2 separate regions of the Hordeum vulgare genome follow, and region 1 is linked to region 2. A link is a contact called in public Hi-C data. All regions are on one chromosome and are shown on one strand. The core of a region is the stretch at or near the end of the contact, and the rest is flanking DNA. Distances in the headings are between cores, read along the strand shown. Region 1 has its middle 41 kb from the start of LOC123408969. Region 2 holds the start of LOC123409656 (rhamnogalacturonan I rhamnosyltransferase 1-like).

The links. Hi-C and Micro-C count contacts between places; a contact is called where the count stands out from the background.
Region 1: a contact with region 2 is called in a Hi-C map of leaf, with 4 times the contacts expected there. The contact joins the enhancer-like site here to the promoter of LOC123409656 in region 2. A contact is called at or near these places in 3 of 6 Hi-C or Micro-C datasets (leaf and seedling) and 1 of 1 datasets of contacts at active chromatin or transcription factors (embryo).

The regions. Positions count from the first base shown.
Region 1 is chr7H:124,544,397-124,547,096 of MorexV3_pseudomolecules_assembly, reverse strand. No RefSeq gene overlaps it. Among protein-coding and RNA genes, the nearest start is that of LOC123408969, 41 kb to the right of the region's middle. Within about 2 kb of position 1,381, at least 2 of the 3 cell types and tissues checked have open chromatin away from gene starts, as enhancers often do. A contact at or near this core is called in leaf, where this site is marked.
Region 2 is chr7H:124,329,364-124,332,063 of MorexV3_pseudomolecules_assembly, reverse strand. It overlaps LOC123409656 (rhamnogalacturonan I rhamnosyltransferase 1-like), which reads left to right and starts at 1,287. Exons shown (of 8, transcript XM_045102519.1): 1 at 1,287-2,120. The coding sequence starts at 1,838.

The DNA of each region.
Region 1 (2,700 bases), core at 132-2,631, 210 kb before region 2:
AATTCAAAAACAAATCAGGGTTTTTAGAAAATGCTCTTCAAATTCCAAAATTGCTTTTGCTTCAAATATGAAAAGAAAAGGAAAAAATAATGAAAAACTAACCAAAAAAGAAAAAAATAAAGGGAATAAGCAGAAAAAACAATAGAAAAAAATAATAAAAAATGATTATTAGATTTTTGGAAACAGAAAATAAATCTGGGCCGGCCTATTTGTGGCGAACCCTTGTGCGTTTCAGCGCTTCCCTGCCGCAAGATGCGACAGGTAGGATTATTGAATCTATTTTAAAATAATAGTATTGCTTATTTTCAATATTGAATATTTTATGAAACGGCTAACATTTTAAAACTTTTTTGAACACAACAGAATATTTTGGATATTTCGTATTTAAAAAAACCTTTTTAATTTTTGGGAGATTTTTAAAACAATAAAAATAAAGAAATAATAAACAGGAAAATTAAACATTGATATAGTACACAATAGAAAAGAAATAATAATGTAAAAAATGGATGAGAAGCTTGTAGAATCGTCATAAAATAGGAAATAAACAATGCTAATTGGGTTGGGCTACTCGAGTGACAGGCCCCTGCAGAGCGCACCCCCGTTCTGCTGTTGGGCTGGCCCATGTTGGCTTCGTTTTTTCTGTTAAATTGTCAAAAAGAGCTGCTACGCTCGGGATTGAACCCACGACCTCACGCTTCGCTGCGACCGCACTAACAACTAGGCCGTCACAATATTTCACAAAAGAAAACTAGGCTGTGGCAATACATGTGATTAAGTTATTCGTTTCCTCCATTTTATTCTCTTTTTCCTGGTTTTCGGTTCGGTACCGTTTTGGGCGTTTTATTCGGTTTTTCTTATATTTTTCTTTGTTTAAAAATTTGCGGATTATTTTTTCAAATTCTTGAAACTTTTTTCAGTTTTAAGAACTGCTAAAAATATTGATGTACTTTTTTTGAAATTTGATGAACGTTTTTTCAAAATTAGTGAACTTTTTTCAAATTTGATGAACTCTTTTCAAATTTGATGAACTCTTTTCAAATTTGAGGACTATTTTTTAAATTCAATGACTTTTTTCAAATTTGATGAATGATTTTCAAAATCACTGAAATTTCTATCAAAATTGATGAATCTTTCTCAAATGTGATATTTTTTTCAAATTTAATTATTATTATTTTCAAAGTCTATGAACATTTAAAAAAATCAATGACCTTTTTGATTCGGCCCAGCGCGGGACGCTGCATGCGGCAGGAGCGTGAACGGGCGTGTGCAGCACCGTATTGGAGCTCCTGATGGCAACACTGCCTCAAGCGATTACGTATATGGGTGGACCCAGCACAACACCAGTGCTTGCTCAATCGCTCGCTCTCACCCGCGAGCACGAGGGCGCAGCTAGACCTTGTTTCGGCGGATGGATGACACGCATGAAGGGAGGCGTAAGATGGTCCAGCCTAGCTGCGTCGGCGGCCACCACTTCGTTTTTTACTTTTTCATTTTTGTTTTTTTCCTTCCTATTTTACTTTTGTTTATAACTTGAAATATTCTAAATAAATATATTACAAAACTTTACATAAAAACATTTCCAAAAATATAACCAAGCATATTAATAATGGTAATGTATATAGCAAATATGTTTTCTCATGAATATAAAAATGTACTAAAAATGTGTATGAAAAAAATGCTGATGTATTTAGAAAATGTTAACCCAAGTATCTAAAAGAAATTCTAATCCACATAGTTGAAAAAATTGAGCAAGCATTTCAAAATTATTAAATGTGTATAGAAAAAATGTTGATCGTGTATTAAAAAACTATTGACAATGTATTCAAAAAATGATAATCAAGCATTTGAAAAAAATAGAATGTGTACAAAAAATGTTGTCCACGTATTAAAAAAATATTAATCTTGTATGTTAAAAAAACTAATCAAGCATTTGGAAAAGGTATTAAATGTCTATTGAAATGATGTAACGATGTATTAATAAATTTTAAGTTTGTATTTAGAAAAATTAGTCAAGGTTTAAAAAAATGTGTATATAAAAATATTGATTGTGTACTAAAAAATTGTTAATTAAGCGTTTAAAAAATGTTAAATGTGTATAAAAAGATATTGACCATGTATTTAATAAATATTAATCTTTTATTTGAAAACTGTTATAAGTTTACTAAAATATGTAATAGATATATAACAATAATGTGCATAGAAAGACAATGAAAACCAATAGAATCAAGTAAAACCGAAGAAAGACATATAAAGATAATGAAATGAAACAATGAAAACCAAAGAAAATGAACAAAAGGGAAAGAAAAGCAAAAGGCTCGTAAAAAAGGCAAACCTAATAAAAACATAACAGATCTTCCTACTTGTAAATATTGGAGTTGATGATGAGTTCACATGTGGGGACACACAAATAAACAAAAGCACTTTTACTCACATGTGGGACTAGCAACCTTCAAAAAAGAAATATAATTTTTTACTTGGTGTGAGACCTATTCCAAGTAAACAAATACACCTAACCTAATGTGAGAATAACACTCTTACAAAAATGCAAATTGTAAATGCAAGTATGGGACTCCAACTCAAAATCATGGTCTCGATTTTAGTCATTGCCCAATCAATTATTCCAGCTCTATACCATAGCAGACGAGAGCAAACAAATTTCAATTTCACGATCTTGTGCATTCAACTTATGATGCCCATTCT
Region 2 (2,700 bases), core at 38-2,537:
CTTACATGTTTGATCCTCCCAACCTACGACTCTTTTCATTGACGATGGTTGCTGACCTTGCGCGTCGATCATGTGGAGATGTAGCACCAAGACTTCACGACTTTCTATAGATTTGCCCGAATCCGATAAGGAAAGTCGTTGACGGTGTCGCGTCTTCTTCTCGCTCCATTGCTTGGTCGTCGGTAAATGATCCATGGACCTGATTGTATGTGTAGCGGCATGATTGCCTCATTATGAATAGACTCGAAGTTTCTCCCCAAAAAAATAATGATGCATCTCACATGCCATTAAAACATCTACAAATGGACCTCTCAAATGATCCTTCATACGTTTGTGGACGTGCCCGGTCAGTGATCGGACAACAGAGAGAAGGAAAAAAATGACCCAACCGGACCCATCATATCGTCCCTATATTTCCGGACTGTCCGCAAACTCTCATATCCATCTCAAACATGAGGAGAATATAAGGGCTCGCGGATGCGCCCGGGCATGTCCGGTCAGCCCGTCACATAGGACGTGACCTCACCCCGGACCATCTTTTTTTCTTTATTCATTATTTTCTTTTTCTCTCTTCCTATTCACCAATCACGTGCAAGTGACCGGACATATAAGGAAGAGAATAAAAAGTATGAATGCGTGAATGGATCAATAAAGGACACGCCTGATCACCGATTGGGCATGTCCACCAATATTTATGGGGTTGGATTTGTAAGGTTGGATTGTAGATGCTCTCGCCGAAACAGTGATAAAATTGTAAAAAAGCAGCCAGCAGCAACAGCCTTGCCACGTGCCGAAGAAGATTTCCCCCACAAGATACCTAATACAGCGGTATAGCTCTGAAAGAAAAAATGCCCAGGACAAAAACAAGAAGCAAACACCGGCATGTGAGCCGCGAGAGCAATACAAAACTCCAACAACAACAACAAGGAGTGGCAAATTAATCAGGTCCCTGCACACAACACTGTCAACACAGCAGCACGGCGAGCCAAGCCAACAAGGAGTAGTAATAAAAATGAGAGGCGGATCGAGTCGTCGCCGTCGTCAGTTTAAACAAACGGCGTTCCGCGCCGGCAGCCGCGCAGCGCCGACCCCGTCGTCACGGGCCCAAACGGCTCCTTCCGCTCTAACCGCGCCGTCCAATCCCGGCCGTCCGCTGGCATCTGAGGCCCTCCACGTGTGCGCGGCGCCCGCCCGTGTGCAACCCCCCGGTGCCACCAACCGTTTACCGCAGCGGATTAGGACACGCATTAATACGGCTACGCGCACCCCCCTGCCTGGCCCCGGGGATCAGAGGAGAGGAGGAGTGTGTGCGTCACGGTCACGGTCACTACCACCGACGCCGCGGCCCAAAAATAACTAGGCGCCCCCACAAATCGCTCTCCCACGCCTCCCTCCCTCTCACCCCCTCCCTCTGCCCCGAGATCCGCCCCGCCACCCCGCCCGTCTCCGGCGCCGATCCTCCGACCCCGCCGCCCATTCCGGCGCCTACCGGTACCTGTCACCGACGGCGGCACGCGCTTTACCGGCCTGCTCCTGCCGTTCCTTCAAGGAGAGGAGCCGATCGACACGGCGCCACGCCCGGGCCGACGGGCGGTTGCTGCTCGTCCGACGACGCGGCGAGGGCCGTCCGCGGCCGCGTTTCTGTCACCAACGTCGCGGCGCTCTGGGCAGCGGTGGAGTGACGGCGGGAGAGGCCTTGTTTGGCGCTGCATTGGGTGGGAACGGAGCCAGGGCCAGGCGGGCTCCTCGAGGCGGGCGGCGGGTTTGAGGCACGGATGCTTGCTGCTGCAGCTGGTGCCGCCAAGATTGTTCTGCTCCCGTCGGTCCATGGTCGTTGATGGCGTGGAAGGCGGCCATGGGGGGTAAGGCGGCGGCCGGCATCGGAGGCGACAAGCTCAAGTGCCCGCCGTCGTCCGCCGCGCGCTCGCGGATGAAGCTCTGGATGGTGCGCGCCACCACCACCGTCCTGCTCTGGACCTGCGTCATGCAGCTCACCGCCGTCGGCGAGACGTGGGGGCCCCGGGTGCTCAAGGGATGGCCCTCCTGCCTCACGGCCCCCGAGGAGGCCGCCGCCGTGCGCCCGGCCGTCGTCGACAGGGCCGCGTTGCTGCCGCCCAAAAGTGAGTTTCATTCTTCGCTCGCTAGCTCGCTCGCTTTCGTTCGCCCTGTTCGATCCGCTCCGTGTCCGAATGCTGTTCCTAGGACATTGACAGGCCGCCAGCATTTCGGTGTGGTACATCCTTCCGAAATCCACAGCGTAGATTTCATCGACCTGGGGATGATAAAGATTGGTGGTTGGCGTACATTTTGCTCTTCTTCCCGTGCTTGCAAACTCGCGTAGTTTAGCTCCGGCGATATCATCAGCCTGGGAATGGGATGATAAAGATTGGTGGTTGGCGCACATTTTGCTCATTTTCCTGTGCTTGCAAATTCGCGTAATTTAGCTCAGGTGTTGCGGATTCATTCCGTGGTAACGCTGTTAGCTGCATCCAAAACAGTAAATTCATCATCTTTTTTAAGCTGGACATGTGGTGATCCCGATTGCAGAAATTGGGCAATGTCGGATCTCCTTTCGATTGGTGCCTTGGTGGGTCAGGAGCAGGTCTTCACTATTCTGGTCGTTTGCAGTTGCAGCCTACACGATAGATTCATGTTTTGGTTCTTTCCATGTTAGGATCACACTTTTTAGGCTGGTTGAAA